3 separate regions of the Mus musculus genome follow, and regions 2 and 3 are each linked to region 1. Evidence: chromatin contacts called from public ChIA-PET and HiChIP or PLAC-seq data. All regions are on one chromosome and are shown on one strand. Each heading gives the region's core, a stretch centred on a gene start, on an enhancer-like site or on the middle of the called end of the contact. The rest is flanking DNA. Distances are from core to core; before and after follow the strand shown. Region 1 holds the start of Akna (AT-hook transcription factor). Region 2 overlaps Gm11482 (predicted gene 11482). Region 3 overlaps Gm11213 (predicted gene 11213).

Region 1 (4,332 bases), core at 1,180-3,679:
GTTTGTCCTAGTGCTGGGTCCAGAGCACCCCAAGTGGCAAACCTGTGTCCGGCTGGGTTTGAAAGCTGTTTGAGAAAATCCCATGAGGCTGTTGTGGGCTGGGGTGTTTTCTCCAGAGCAGAAAGATTATGAAAGATATGTGAGGACAGACAGGGCTAGAGTTTGGTGAGGTTTAGGAAATTCAGCAAACGGGACTCAATGGTAGAGGAATTAAATGATGAAGGGAGTGGCCAGGTGGACCACCCAGTTTGGCTTGAGACCCCAAATAAAGGATGGGCCCGGCTGGGGACAGGAGCTGGGAGAAAGCTACTGTGCCCAGGCTCAGTTTGTCTGTAGCTTTGGATGGGTAAACTTGAGGGATAGTATTCCAGAAAGGAATACCATGTGGGCAAGGGGAAGGATAAGGGGGCTGGGGGAGGAAAAGGCCCAGTGTCGGGGTGAAGGACAGTAAATACTGGCTGCTGTCTTTCAACAAGGCTGAGGGTGTGCCAGCTGCGGCAGCCACCTGGTGTTGATGGGTTAATGATCAGGGAGGGTGAGCGGGTGAGTGACAGGATGTCAGGGGAGCCTGCCACCCACACAATGGGCCACATGGTCGCCAGAGCAGTAGACAGGGTCTTGATAAGATTTGGCTCTGTTCCATAGTCGCCGGGGGACTGCAAAGGGAGCCCCAGCCCCCAGATGTGTGTACAAGGCAGGGCCTGGGAGATAGGAGTTGAGAGGTTACTCGGTTGAAAGTGCTTGGTGCTAGCTCAGACTTAGCCAGATCCTGGCAGCTGGCCCTCAAGAGCATTCATTCATTCCATTCACCCATCAGTCACAAGCCCTTGGAGGAGACCAGACTCTCCCACCTAAGGAGACCCGGGGGCAGAAACTATGGTGATGACATAGGTCCTAAGGTCCCTTACTGCACACTGGGCAGGCCGTCTGTCATGGAATTGACAGCAGCCTCTCCAGGGCAGTGGCCACTCTGGTTAGCCCTGTTCCACAGAAAGGAAAACCATGGCTCTAGCCACTGAGGTCACAGTGCCAGCAGGAGGTGAGGCTGGCATGCTGGCATTGAACTCCCTGGCCTATGGACTCTAAGATTCTCTCCATCACTCTTGGGTGGTCCCCAGCCTGGCTGCTCCCTTGAGGTCCCCCCTCCCCCCCCAGGGCTTTCTGGATGGCAGAGGGTTGACCTCATGTCTCTTCTGTTTCCTGACTCTCTGGGTCAGCAGGGGCAGAGTAGAGAGCCAGGAGCGGACTTAGGGCTCCTGCAGCATCTTCCTTCTACCTGGCTCCTGCCTCCTCCTGCCTGCCCCGTCAGCCTGGATCCTGAAGGTCAGATTCTGTACCTCCTGCCCCGGCCCCTGAGTCCTCTCACATCATATCCTGTTGTCTTCAAGGGCCTCCTGCTTCTCTCAGGTCTCTGCAGCTGCCTTTCTAGAACATTCTCATCAGTCATGCTTGCGGCTTGCTTCTGCCTCTCTGTCCTTCCGGCCGCTTGTGTGACTGTGGCCTCCCCACCCAGACCTTCCTGATAGTCCTGCCTCACCCCCACTCAGCTTGTTACTCTCAGGCCCCTGTCTTCAGCCAGGGCAGGTCCAGCATCTGAGACCTGAAACCTCGGGTGTTTCCCTAGGATCTGCGAGTCCTCAGCCTCAGAGATACCAAAGCAGCAGGAGACGTTGGTCACCAGCCTGTCTCATACTCTGCCTCAGGCACACCTGACATCTTACACACTTCACTATAGAGTGAAGGGCCAGGTGTGATGTGTCTGTGTCCCACCCTGCTTCTTCAGATGGCTACACCTCTCACAGAGGTGAAGGGACCTGAGGAGCCACAGGTTGGCCATGAAGATAATTCTGTTCCTTCATCTCTGGGGCCTCTGAGGGAGAAGCTACAAGAGGAGATGTTCACCTGATCCTCTAGTTCTTCCTTCTTACCTAGACAATTCCAGTGCAGGCTCATCTTATCTCTAGGCATGGACAGTAAGTGGAAGGGCAGAAATCCCTAAGTCTGCCCTGAGATGATGAGACTTGTGTTAGTAGACGAAGTTAAAGCTGGACAGACAGGAGCAAGCGCCAAGGCTGAGGTTCCCCTTTCCCTCCTGTGAGGATGGGCAATGAGACCTACACAGTGGGAGAGGCTTTGATAAAGTCTTCGGTGATGGAAGAGACCAATTTTGGGGTGGGAGTGGAGGAACTGCAGGCTCCTCTTCCTGGGACCGGCATGCAATGTGACTTTAGCCAAGCCTTCTCTGGACTTCCTGCTCGTACAAGCACGGTTGTGGTTGCAACTGAGGTGGTCTCAAACTCAAGGCCTCAGAAGTTCTCTTCCCATCAATGCAGCCCCACACTTGCCCAGCAAAGGGTTAAGCTCTTGGCGCCAGCTCCGCAGAGTAACCCCCCCTCCTTTTCACAAACACTTGTAGGAAATCAGGCTGGGCGCTTCCTGCAAGGAGGAGGAGGCAAGGCAAGGCCTCAGCTGCAGGGGCGGGGAGAAGTGGGGAGGGATGCTTGTCTGTGAGCTGAGGCCGTTCTGGCTGGCAGAGCAGTCTGGAGGCGTTCCAGGCTGCTGTGGAGGCAGGGGGCTCCCCAGGTTTGAAACAAAGACCTTGTGGGCAGCTCCCCTGAGCCCAGGCCGGCAGGATGGTGGTGTAGTACTAGTGAGGTAAGGAGCTGAGCCAGGAGGAGGGCCAGAGGGAAGGCCGCCTTCCCTCTGGATGGGCCAGTCATAGACTCTGGACAACCCTGGCAGGCAGCCCAGCCCAGCCAGGAAATCACAGCTACGCAGCTGCTGCCACTCCTGTCCAGTTCTGGGAGTCCGGCCCCCACGAAAGAGTGGACCCCAAGATGCTAGTTTCCAGTTCCAGATCCAATTTGGTTCCCTTGGTGAACTTGGACCCGTGTTGGTCCCTCTCTGTCCCCCGGGGTGGGCTCATCTCAAGGCCAGTTAGTGCTTGGGTTACTGAGGGTCTCGAGATGTTCGGAAGTGAGGAACAGGCCAGGAGATGACACCCTCCTACCCAAATAAGGGCAGGGACAAAGTGGGGGCCAGGAAGCCAGCTTAGAGCTACAGTAGGACAAGATGAGAGTCAGTAATAGCCTGGCCCCTTGTTAGTTCCTCCCAGGCTCTTTGGGTGAGCCAAGGGACAGTCCGGGGACATCCGTCATGGGTATCTCCACTTGCCGCAGGCCAAAGGCCACTCCTGTGAACAGGTCTATGCCCTGCCACGGATCCAAACTTGCTTTGGAGCCCCACAGCCCAGCCCTTCAAAAGGGTCCAGCAGCTTGGTAAGGAGGTCTTTCCCCTGCCATCCTCCTGCCTCCTATACATCTCCTGGCCTTGGTTTAATAGTCACAGTGTTCTAAACTTCCTGGTTGTTCTCATTAGGTGGGTGCCTCTGTTTCCTCATCGGGATGAGGTTAAGGTGGGGATGTCCTGGCTCTCTCTAGCTGGGTAGCATGGAGATTCTGAATGCCAGGGCTGCTGAAGGTTGAAGCTTCAGTGGGGGAGGATCATCCTGGACACACACGCACACGCACGCACACACACACACACACACACACACACACACACACACACACACACACATGCACGCACGCACGCGCGCGCTCGAGAGAGAGAGAGCTGTATGAAGCAGTGTGTGGGGAACAGGGCATTGCCTAGCTAGTTGCTAAATAGAATCCCTGGAGGGTGTGACAACATGGAGATCAGTTCTGTACAGGTGTTAGGTGATAAGAAGCAAGGACATAGAGAAAGCAGTGTTTGGTGTTTTTTTGGGGAGGGTGGGGTGCAGTTTCTCTGGGGGCAGGTGGGGACCTTTAGCTCAATGGCCCAACCATTAGCAGGACCTAGTTATAGAGGGGCTGGCCCTCCTGGGTCAGGACATCATAATTCGAATCCCCAGCTTCCACTGCTACCCTGACGGCTGTCCAGACTTCCCTGCCTGCCTGTGGCACTCAGGGGCCAGGCCCTGAGCCATCCTTGAAGTTCAGCTTGTATTTTCAGACCTCTGTGTTTTTGTCTGTGCTGTTCCTCTGTCCCGATTCCCCTTCCTCTTTCTCCCCTAGATGTGCTTGGTCTGTTAAAGCTGTCACCAAACTTCCTTCTTCAGTGGTTTTTCTGGATTGCGTCCTCCACGGAGGGTGGGATCTTGGCAAGCATGTGTGTTTCTGTATCCTAGGGGCTGAGAACCTCCAAGTTCATTTGGTGCGTCTCTGAGGGTCAGGGTGCTCACCAGACAGAGGGATGGGTGCAGCAGGAACAGGCCTAGGTGACCACCATTCCCCTTTACAGAGAGGAGCAGTCAGCCAGCCACATGCCTCGAGTGGCTGGAACATACAG
Region 2 (4,332 bases), core at 744-3,243, 240 kb before region 1:
TGTTTTATTTTTTTATGTCTTTTTTTTTTCTTAAGATTACAAGGGCTTTAAGTTGAAAGGGTGAGTAAGTAGGGTGGACCTGTAAAATGGAAGGGGAAACCATTAGAAGAGCATATTGTATGAAAATAACTTTATTTTCAATTAAAATTAAATTTAAAAAATCGAAGTGGGAAGCTACTGAGAAAGACATCCAATATGGAGCCCTGGCCCTCACACACATGCATATACACGTGAACACATACATGTATACCACACACATACAAAGTTGCTATGGATCTTAACACTAAGGCAAGTGGGGCAGGAACTGAGACGTTCCTCAGGCAAGAGTTTGAGAAAAGAGATTAAGAGGAGATTCCCAGCTCCAGAAAGTCTCTTCATCAGAAGTCATCACTTCACCCTGACATCCCCATCACTCAACCAACAGAAGAGCAACCTCTAGGCCAACCCTTCCAAGACCCATCTGAGCTTCTGAAAGACAAGGATTTGACCTGCTCCCAGGGACCTCTTCTATTTCACAGTGTGCCAGTGTCGAGAGGAGATGTGTTCACTCCCTTATCACTCTCAATCCACGTGCACACACAAGGGATGTTGGCGGTGTATTGATAGATCTCAGCTTAAGCCATGTGGGAACAGGGTAAAGGGATGGAAACAAGAGACCCAGACAGGGAATCTAGTTACTAAACTTATGGAAGTTAGGCCATATGACAAAATGTAAGAGCTACAGCCCCCAGACAAATACTATAGAACGTCTTTTTTTCTCTCTTCTGAAAGTGGATGTAAAAAGAGTTCTGAGCTAGTGCATCTGGGCACTGGCAAGCTTCCACTTAAAGAGACATGAGCTGTGTGTGGTGGTGGGGGTCATCACACTCTGTGTGCAGGAATGAGGGGTTATGCTCCTGGAGGCCCTCTGAGACCCCTGTGGGGTGGTCTCTTCCGACTTCTGGGCTTTGACACTCCCCAAAAACCTCATCGTAGAGGAAGGGAGTCAAATCAATGTTCCCTTCCAGTACCCATGCTCTGACATACTGGGATTGGACAATAATCTAAAAGAATCAGAAAGACCCACCTCAGGCCTCCAGAGTTCAGCCCTTGGAAATGGGTATGTTTTGGTGCCCTTCCCTGTAGCCCTGCAAATGACAAGGAACTGGATTAAGGTCTACTTGCATTTAAGCAAAGAATACTAGAAAAGCATGTGTTTGGTGTTTAAGAATCTGGACACTTGCCAGATTCACTCCTATTTCTGCCACAGAAAGAAAAAGTCCCAAGGGGCTGTGAGTGCTAACATCACCAAAACAGACACAGACTGTTTGTACGTCTTAGAAGAAATCTGGGTTGCCCTTAGCACTCACTCTTGCACTGATACACAACAGTGTGGTTCATTATCAATTTTCTCATGAAGAGTGTTAGCCTTTCATTTCCACAAGCAGCCATCATTCCAAGGTTTGACTTCTCTCAGTGCAGCCATCTTGTGATGTCTGTAGATGTTAGAGTGCTGTTGGGGGTGTGGGGGGCATTTGAAACAACTAACATTAAAGGATTTTCAATACATATAGCAGAACACTGAGTTCTTACATGTACTAACAGAAAGAAACATTATCTTCTTTAAGATATATATTATCAGGGTTGAAGCTAGATCAATGCATGAGTGAGGCTCTAGATCCAATCCTTACTACTGCAGAGAGTGGGAGGAGGCTCAAAAATCCATGCAGTCCCCAAAATATTAACTCATTTTTCATCTTTCCCTCTTACTATCAGGTTCTAGAGGACTTATGAGCTGCCTAGAAGAATCCCATATCGCTGATACTGTAATCATTTGTTTATATTACATAACAGAGGCATGCCTTTCATACATGTCTTTGGCAGCCTAGGCAGGCAACAGCATGACTGTTTACATGCTATGAACACAAAGCCTCTGAAGGGTTCTCATCTCTAAAGTACATTCTTGCCAGTCACAGGGTAAGGTGTGTGAAAGTTTTCACAATGACTCAGAAGTGAAGGCTCTTGGGAAAGAAGCAGGTCATAACCCACAGAACCCACAGCCCGGGGCTACAGCACAGCTCTAAGCTCTCTCTTGGGTGCCAAAGACAACCTCCAATCCAAGATGGGCCCAGATAAGGAGCCCTAGACACACCAGAGACCAGAAACTGCCTCTTTACCCCTTCTATTGGACACAAGGAGCAGAATTTTATCTTTCAGCTGTCTTTCTGTCTATCCCTCCATTCACTCATCCACATATAATAAATTGGACCCATTTGGATCTCCATTCCCATCCCATCATTTACCCAAGCTTTTGCCATGTAACAGGGAAGTCTCCCTAGCCTGGTCTGTCTTGGAACCTGGCCACATGACTTCGACCAATAAGATACTAGGCAACATGACATAAAGAAGTCGAGAAAAGTTAGTTGTATTGTGGGTCTCCCCACTTTGTGGACTGTCAGTAGATACAGTCCACAAGAGCAGTGGAAGTAGAGACATCACTCAGGGAGTTCCAGAAGCCCTGTCAGTACATATGGTGCATAAACTACACGGAGACCCACAGTCAATAGGCAGATCAACTTTACTTAATGTGATTGAAGGCTTATAAAGTTTTGGGGGAATAAGGGTAAGGACATCAAGGGTGAGCAAAGGTCATTGGCTCGGGGCTGAGGGTACCTAGAATGCCTCATTAGCTTTGGGAAGCATTTCAGGTACCTTAGGCGATTGCTGAATGGGTTTTATCAGGAGAAAGGGAATTGATCCTATAAACTAAGTGAGACTACATGGCATCCTTAGGGAGAAGAGTTCATGTGGGGGCTTAGAATTTCCCACGCAAGGTCAGAGAAGGAGAAAACCCATTAACAAAGGGAGTTTCCCATAAGTGCGCCAAGCCCAGAAGGTATCCGGTCACATGGACTTCGACTGTAATTAACAGAGTTTTCCCACGTTGTATGTTTCCACTTTCCACTTGTGGCCTCTTATATCATCTTATAGCATGGGCTATCCTATAGAGAAACAAGGGACAGATGAGGCACAGGAGGCCACCTTTGGTGACCTATATATACACAGCAATTTTGCATCATCCAGCAGAGAGCCAAATTCTTACACATGCCATCAAGCCCAGCTAACCACCTCAAGCACAGATACAGTGGGAAGCAAGCATGCCCATAAGACAATGGACTTTTACAGTTACATGTCATTACTGAGGCAATGAATCACCTCCACATCCCAGCCAGAAGGCAACAAGAACAAAAGATTATTTGCAGAATCTACCCAGGACACTGTTTCTAATTTGTGGTTAGCTAGAGTTCAGTCTCGTGGCTGCTTTTGCTGGAAAAAAAAAAAAAAGACTGAGTTCAATTCTTTGTTCCAGATAGCTGTATGTTTTCTAACTAAAACCTAGAGGTTCTTTTTCTGTAGGAGAAATGGAAGTAGAAGCTGGGAAGGGACAGAAATAGAAGTTTCTGCCACGTGTGCTGGGAAACTTTGAGCAAATTTGGAAAATTTGAGCAAATTCCCTTCTTGTGGCCTCAGTGTCCCTACAAGTACAAGACGGCCAAAGAAGAGAACCATCTACATGGTCTCACAAGGCCCTTCTAGAAGTCAGAGTGAAGGGTTTGAAGGAGTTGAGCATTCGCTAAATACCATCAGAACAAATACCTATTTATACATCCAGGTGACAGCCCCCTTCATCTGAAGGCAAATGTGTAGGCTTCCACAGCATCTTATAAAGGCTTTGAGGATCAAAACATTTGGGAAGGGAGTGGTTGCATCTTCAAACAACTCGCCTTAGTTTACTGCCATTAAATTATACAGTCCATACATGTGATTTATGAAGAAGGAAGAAACCTTTGCTTGCTCAGAGTCAAATTGCAGCCTTCAAAAAGGCTTTAAAGCCTCTGCACTCTGCAATGATCTGGCATGTTTCCTGAGTACTTGAACAGTATCACAGGGCTTCCCAGTGTAAGAGTGCTGGTGTCTTCCACCTAACATATGTCAAAACAAGGCAGAATCTTCCAGCAAAATCCTAGGTCTATGGCTCTCTCTTTATCTAAAAATCACAACTATTGAATCTGGGAGAGAAATTATACTTTAATTTACCACCATGAAATTACATAGCTCATAGGTAAATGGCACATGGATCAGAAACCTTTGCACAGTCTAATTGGGGCCTTTTAAACATCTTAGAAAACCTTACAGTTCTCTGAGGAAAGAGAACACCCAATATATGTATTATGCTCACTTGACTTACAGCTCAGAAATTTTTCCTTTTCAAACAAAGTATTTATCTCTCCTCTTGAATAAGAACAAATCACAGTGACTCTGAAGTCCAGGCCTCATGGAATGTCCTTCTAG
Region 3 (4,332 bases), core at 1,288-3,787, 190 kb before region 1:
CTCAATTAAGATTCCCTCTTTCCAAATAACTGTAGCTTGTGTCAAGTTGACAGAAGCTAACCAACAAGATCACCTTGAACTTCTGATGCCCCTGCCTTCATCTTCATGTGTTACGATTACAGATATGCACCATCACACCCATTTAATGCAGTGTTGGTGACTGAACCCAGGTCTTCCTGCACACTAGGCAAGCACTCTACTGACTAAGCTATGTCTCCAGCCCTGGTTTTTAGAGCCACGAACCATCAGGTAGGGTATGACTAGACTTTTTATCTGTAATAAAAGCCCTATCCCAGCTGTTTTCTCCTCCATTCTTTCAGATATGAACGTAAATGCTCATCAAAGGGCTATTCAAAGGAGATACTCATTCATCTCCCCAGAACACTGTTCGCTATTTAGCCTTCAGAGACCCTGAGGGTTCTAGAGGCAGCAGACCAGGATATCTGAGCTGCACAGCTGCTGGAGGGTCTCCATGAGGATGAAGAAGGCAGTGGACAGGAGTCATGAAGACCGATTCCGAAACTCCACCGCAAGGAGGGAAGAGGTCTGAGCCATCCCTGTGCCACCAAGCGTGAGTCACACCAGCTCCTGACAGCCACGGAGGGAGTGCTGCCTGCAATTAAAGTCCTTGTTTGCATCAGAGTATGTGTCTCTCCTCTTTGCCCACTTCTCAGCCTACTTCCTAGAGGCCCATAGATGTGGAATAAGTTCGACCTGTCATCTCTTGTAAGAGAGATAGTTTTACCATTCTACAACATTTAAGTTCCACTTAAGAACCCAGGAGAGCAATGTAGTTGGGCAGGGCTGTACAGATGGATACCACCGTTAACATCTCAAGCCAGAGGGCATGATTCTGCTCACATACTGTGAGACCCATCTATGCTAAAGACCACATTGAACAGTGGTGTTGATCATGGAGAGCCCTGTCATCGGCTGCCCCAGCACTTGCACAGTGCATCTGGGCTAGAACACTGTCAAATGCAGGAGACCCCCCCCCCACCTCAGTGGCTTCCATCTCAAGCAGAAGCCTAGCACTCTGACACAATAGGGTAACTCTGGAAGCACAGGAAGAAAAACCATTTCAGTCCAGACTTCGGGGCTCAGTGGAGGCTTCCCGGAGGAGTCAATACTTGAAGTCTCTGAACATTGAAAGGGAACTGGGCAATCCAAGAAGAAGGAACAAAATCAGAAAATCTGGGGAACAGACCTGGGGAAGGTACAAGGGTCACAGGCTTCAAAGTCTGTACAGACTCAAGGAAAAGTCTGCACCAGGGTGTGGTGACAGGAGAAATAGCCAGGCAACAAAAGCTTTGTGTCCAAGAATGCCCGGAAGGTGATGAGGGGCCACAGCTGCGGAGTGGCACAGCTAGGTGGATGGTTTTTACAATACTGAGTCACTCTGTGCCTTCAGTCTTTTGTGATAGTATATCATAAAGGGAGGGCGTATATGCAACAGGAACATGCGGTCTGCTCACAATCCTCAGGTTGGAAGTGTGAGATTAGGCACCACCAGACACAGTGGCTGATGGGGGTGCGCCATGTTATACTAGGCTCCTTCTTACTGTGTCACATGGTAGAAGGGGCAGGAGTCTCAAGCTTTTATAATCCTAATCCCTTCTCAAAGGGCCCCCAACTCCCATGTCACTAACAGAGTTAGGACTTCAACATGAAGCTTGGCGAATGCCCAGCAGATGACGACAAAGATGAATAGGAAGTCAGCACCCTGTATTCGCACACCCTGCGTCTGTCCCATTTTGAGAGGCAGATCAAGGGATGCGATGTTTGTGTCACAACTGTGTTCACACCTACGCTGAAAATTGTATTGAGTTTCTCAGTGCTGTAATAAAACATCTGACATGGGCAACAGAAAGAGGTTATCTTGACATAATAGCCCACATCACACCAGCACCGGGATGAGGCAGCTAGCCACACTACAGTCACAGGATGGGGATGGAGTGAAGGATGGGGCTTTCCTCACTTCCTTTTTACCTTTGTATTTAGTCTACGACCCCAGGCCCTGGAATGCTGCTGCTCGCCTTCAGGGCGGGTCTTCCCTCCTTATTTGAACAGGCCTGAGGTGTGGTTCCCTGGTGTCTCTAAATCCGCCAAATTGCGGGTAAAGATTAACAATCACAGGAAGCCGGTCTACAGTGTGAACGGTAGGTTTGAGTGACGTCATGCAAACAACATGGAAAGCCCCGCTACAGCTTCCCCTGTGCTGGGAACCCCTCTAAGTGCTCTATGAATAGCAGTTCAATCAGTACACTAAGCCAACAAGGTAAGCAAACTACCCAGGTTTTACATCCTAGAAAAATGTCCTAGAGGAGTAAATTATAGCTTAAAGTTTGCTAATAGGAAGTGCCAGGCTGAGACTCAGACTCAGGGAGCCTGACTCTAGGGTCCACGCTCTTAATCCCCTCTGGTCACACTGCCCCTCATCAATGAGAGGATAGCATCCAGACATTGTTCTTGTCCCCAGACTAACTGTTCATTGCCTGCTTTCAAAATCAGGGCTGAGGATTTTTAACAATTCTTTTGTTGGCAGCTGGTGCAATGAACTTTGCTTTGTCAACAGCTGAAGCTAAAGATAGGAAGGAACTCTGTGGGTTCTTGCAGCTTCTCTGGCTTTCAGTGCCCTTCGTCTTAGATGACATATTAGGTCAGGGTTTGGCAGCAAATGGGGACTGGAGACACTGAGCAACCATTTCTCCTTGTGTCCCTTACAAATGGAGTTCCTCCGGTAAAAAATCTTCCTGTAGTTGTAGCCAAGAAGGCATGTTTCTAAAGCATCCTGCTGATAAATTTCTCTATCACAACTCTGGCTCTGGCTCCCAATCCTAGGTTTGTGATCTGACCCTCACTCCTGGGTGGGGCCGCCCCTCCAGCTGCTGCTCATAATTCACAGAACTTTCTAGCACTACTCCCTCCTTACTGCCATCTCTTACCAGCACTGACAGTTATTAACACTACAAGACCCCACATTCAAACTACTGTGGTATTAGACCTAACTAATACAGAAATAAATCCAGAGGCTGCCCAAACAGATGGGGAAACCTCGCAGGCGTGATCTGGGATGACAGCAGCATATGAGGCTGGAGAAGTAGCCCAGGTCACAAGGTTTCTTGGGTACAGATGACCCATTCTAACTCAGACCACATGGGAAGGAAAAATAGAGAGAGGTTCACATAGTGTTGGGGGTCAAGTTGGCAAGACATTATTTAATTCTGGGATATAAGGATAGGGAAGAAAGAGAAATGGCAAAATGTGAGAGCCAGGAATGGTGGTGTGGGCTTATAATCCCAGTATTCCTGACACAGGAGGGAAGCGATTTAAAAACCAGTTTAGGGTATGTAGCAACACTTTATCCAAAACAAGCAGGGATGTAGGGGATATTTAGAAGACATACCAGGGAATGGAAGCCATGGGTGCATGGCCTGTGGGGGAACTAGCAGTTGGCTATGATATATAGTCACTCCTCTGGGCCTCAGTGAGGGCCAGCTTCCTCTTCCTCTACAGCTCTCATGATAGATGCCCTGGATTCACCAAACCAGTGGAAAGAGGCATTCTGTACCATTTTCCAGGCCAGTCTTCCTCCTTTCCCCAGCACACCACAGACTCTGTCAACTTGCTTCCTGCAACAGTCAGTGGGTGCTCTGAACATCAAAGAAACTTGTTTCTTTAATTGAGAAGCCCCTCCACAGAAGGCTTGTGAAAAGGCGCTCATGTTGTGACTCTGTCAAGGGGCCCTCAGAGTGAGTGCTATATATTTTTTGGATTTTCAGATAACAGTAAAAAGATCCATGGAAGCCGGAGAAGCCTGGTTTATCTGATTATGGGAAAGCAGCCTAAACTTGACCGAACCTCCTCACTCAGCTCTGTACAAAGCTGTTGGGGGTTTTGTACATCTGTTTAAAGAGATCAGAGAGTTGCTCCCATTGCAGCCCCTGCCAGACCCTAAGTAGAATCCACTCAACTGCAAAGCTTAGCAGAACTTTTCACACATACACACAGAGTAGGTGATGTAAATGACGATGACTGGTGGAGTTCTGGCTTTCAATACACACACACACACACACACACACACACACACACACACACACACACACATACGTTTTCATCTAAAATTCCTGAAGGGCTGGAACCCAGGTGAAATAGAGCAGTTCACATAAAAATACAAGACTAGAATCAAGCGTGATGTCCAGCTCAGTTGTCAACTTGACTATATCTGGAATGAACCACAATCCAGAAATTGGGGGGGGGGGGTAACACCTGTGAAACAGATCTTGAGGCAGAAAGACAGCATGCTTTTGGTCTGGATCTTGAGGCTGGAAG

Evidence for each region. ChIA-PET counts read pairs in DNA pulled down with a chosen protein or histone mark. HiChIP or PLAC-seq counts read pairs in DNA pulled down with a chosen protein or histone mark.
Region 2: a BATF HiChIP or PLAC-seq map of CD8 T cells shows a contact between it and region 1, with 7 read pairs. The contact joins the enhancer-like site here to the promoter of Akna in region 1. A contact is called at or near these places in 2 of 484 Hi-C or Micro-C datasets (Th1 cells and embryonic stem cells) and 2 of 115 datasets of contacts at active chromatin or transcription factors (CD8 T cells and embryonic stem cells).
Region 3: a contact with region 1 is called in an RNA polymerase II ChIA-PET map of effector CD8 T cells, with 6 read pairs. The contact joins the enhancer-like site here to the promoter of Akna in region 1. A contact is called at or near these places in 3 of 39 promoter capture datasets (cranial neural crest, embryonic stem cells and liver), 2 of 15 datasets of contacts at CTCF or cohesin (large pre-B cells and pro-B cells), 3 of 484 Hi-C or Micro-C datasets (female germline stem cell-derived STRA8 germ cells, liver and muscle stem cells), 3 of 115 datasets of contacts at active chromatin or transcription factors (effector CD8 T cells, memory CD8 T cells and microglia) and 5 of 9 other capture datasets (adipose tissue, embryonic stem cells, liver and 2 more).

The regions. Positions count from the first base shown.
Region 1 is chr4:63,401,542-63,405,873 of GRCm38.p6, reverse strand. It overlaps Akna (AT-hook transcription factor), which reads left to right and starts at 2,429. Exons shown (of 22, transcript NM_001045514.3): 1 at 2,429-2,655. It overlaps Gm52742 (a long non-coding RNA gene), which reads right to left. Exons shown (of 3, transcript XR_003955424.1): 3 at 3,748-4,332.
Region 2 is chr4:63,637,687-63,642,018 of GRCm38.p6, reverse strand. It overlaps Gm11482 (predicted gene 11482), which reads right to left. Exons shown (of 4, transcript NR_151544.1): 4 at 2,541-2,981. Among named protein-coding and RNA genes, the nearest start is that of Gm11482, 5.4 kb to the right of the region's middle. Within about 2 kb of position 1,993, at least 16 of the 459 cell types and tissues checked have an H3K27ac peak or open chromatin away from gene starts, as enhancers often do. A contact at or near this core is called in CD8 T cells and Th1 cells, where this site is marked.
Region 3 is chr4:63,593,211-63,597,542 of GRCm38.p6, reverse strand. It overlaps Gm11213 (predicted gene 11213), which reads left to right. Exons shown (of 2, transcript NM_001354647.1): 2 at 321-642. The coding sequence ends at 415. Among named protein-coding and RNA genes, the nearest start is that of Gm11213, 5.4 kb to the left of the region's middle. Within about 2 kb of position 2,537, at least 61 of the 459 cell types and tissues checked have an H3K27ac peak or open chromatin away from gene starts, as enhancers often do. A contact at or near this core is called in adipose tissue, effector CD8 T cells, memory CD8 T cells and 1 more, where this site is marked.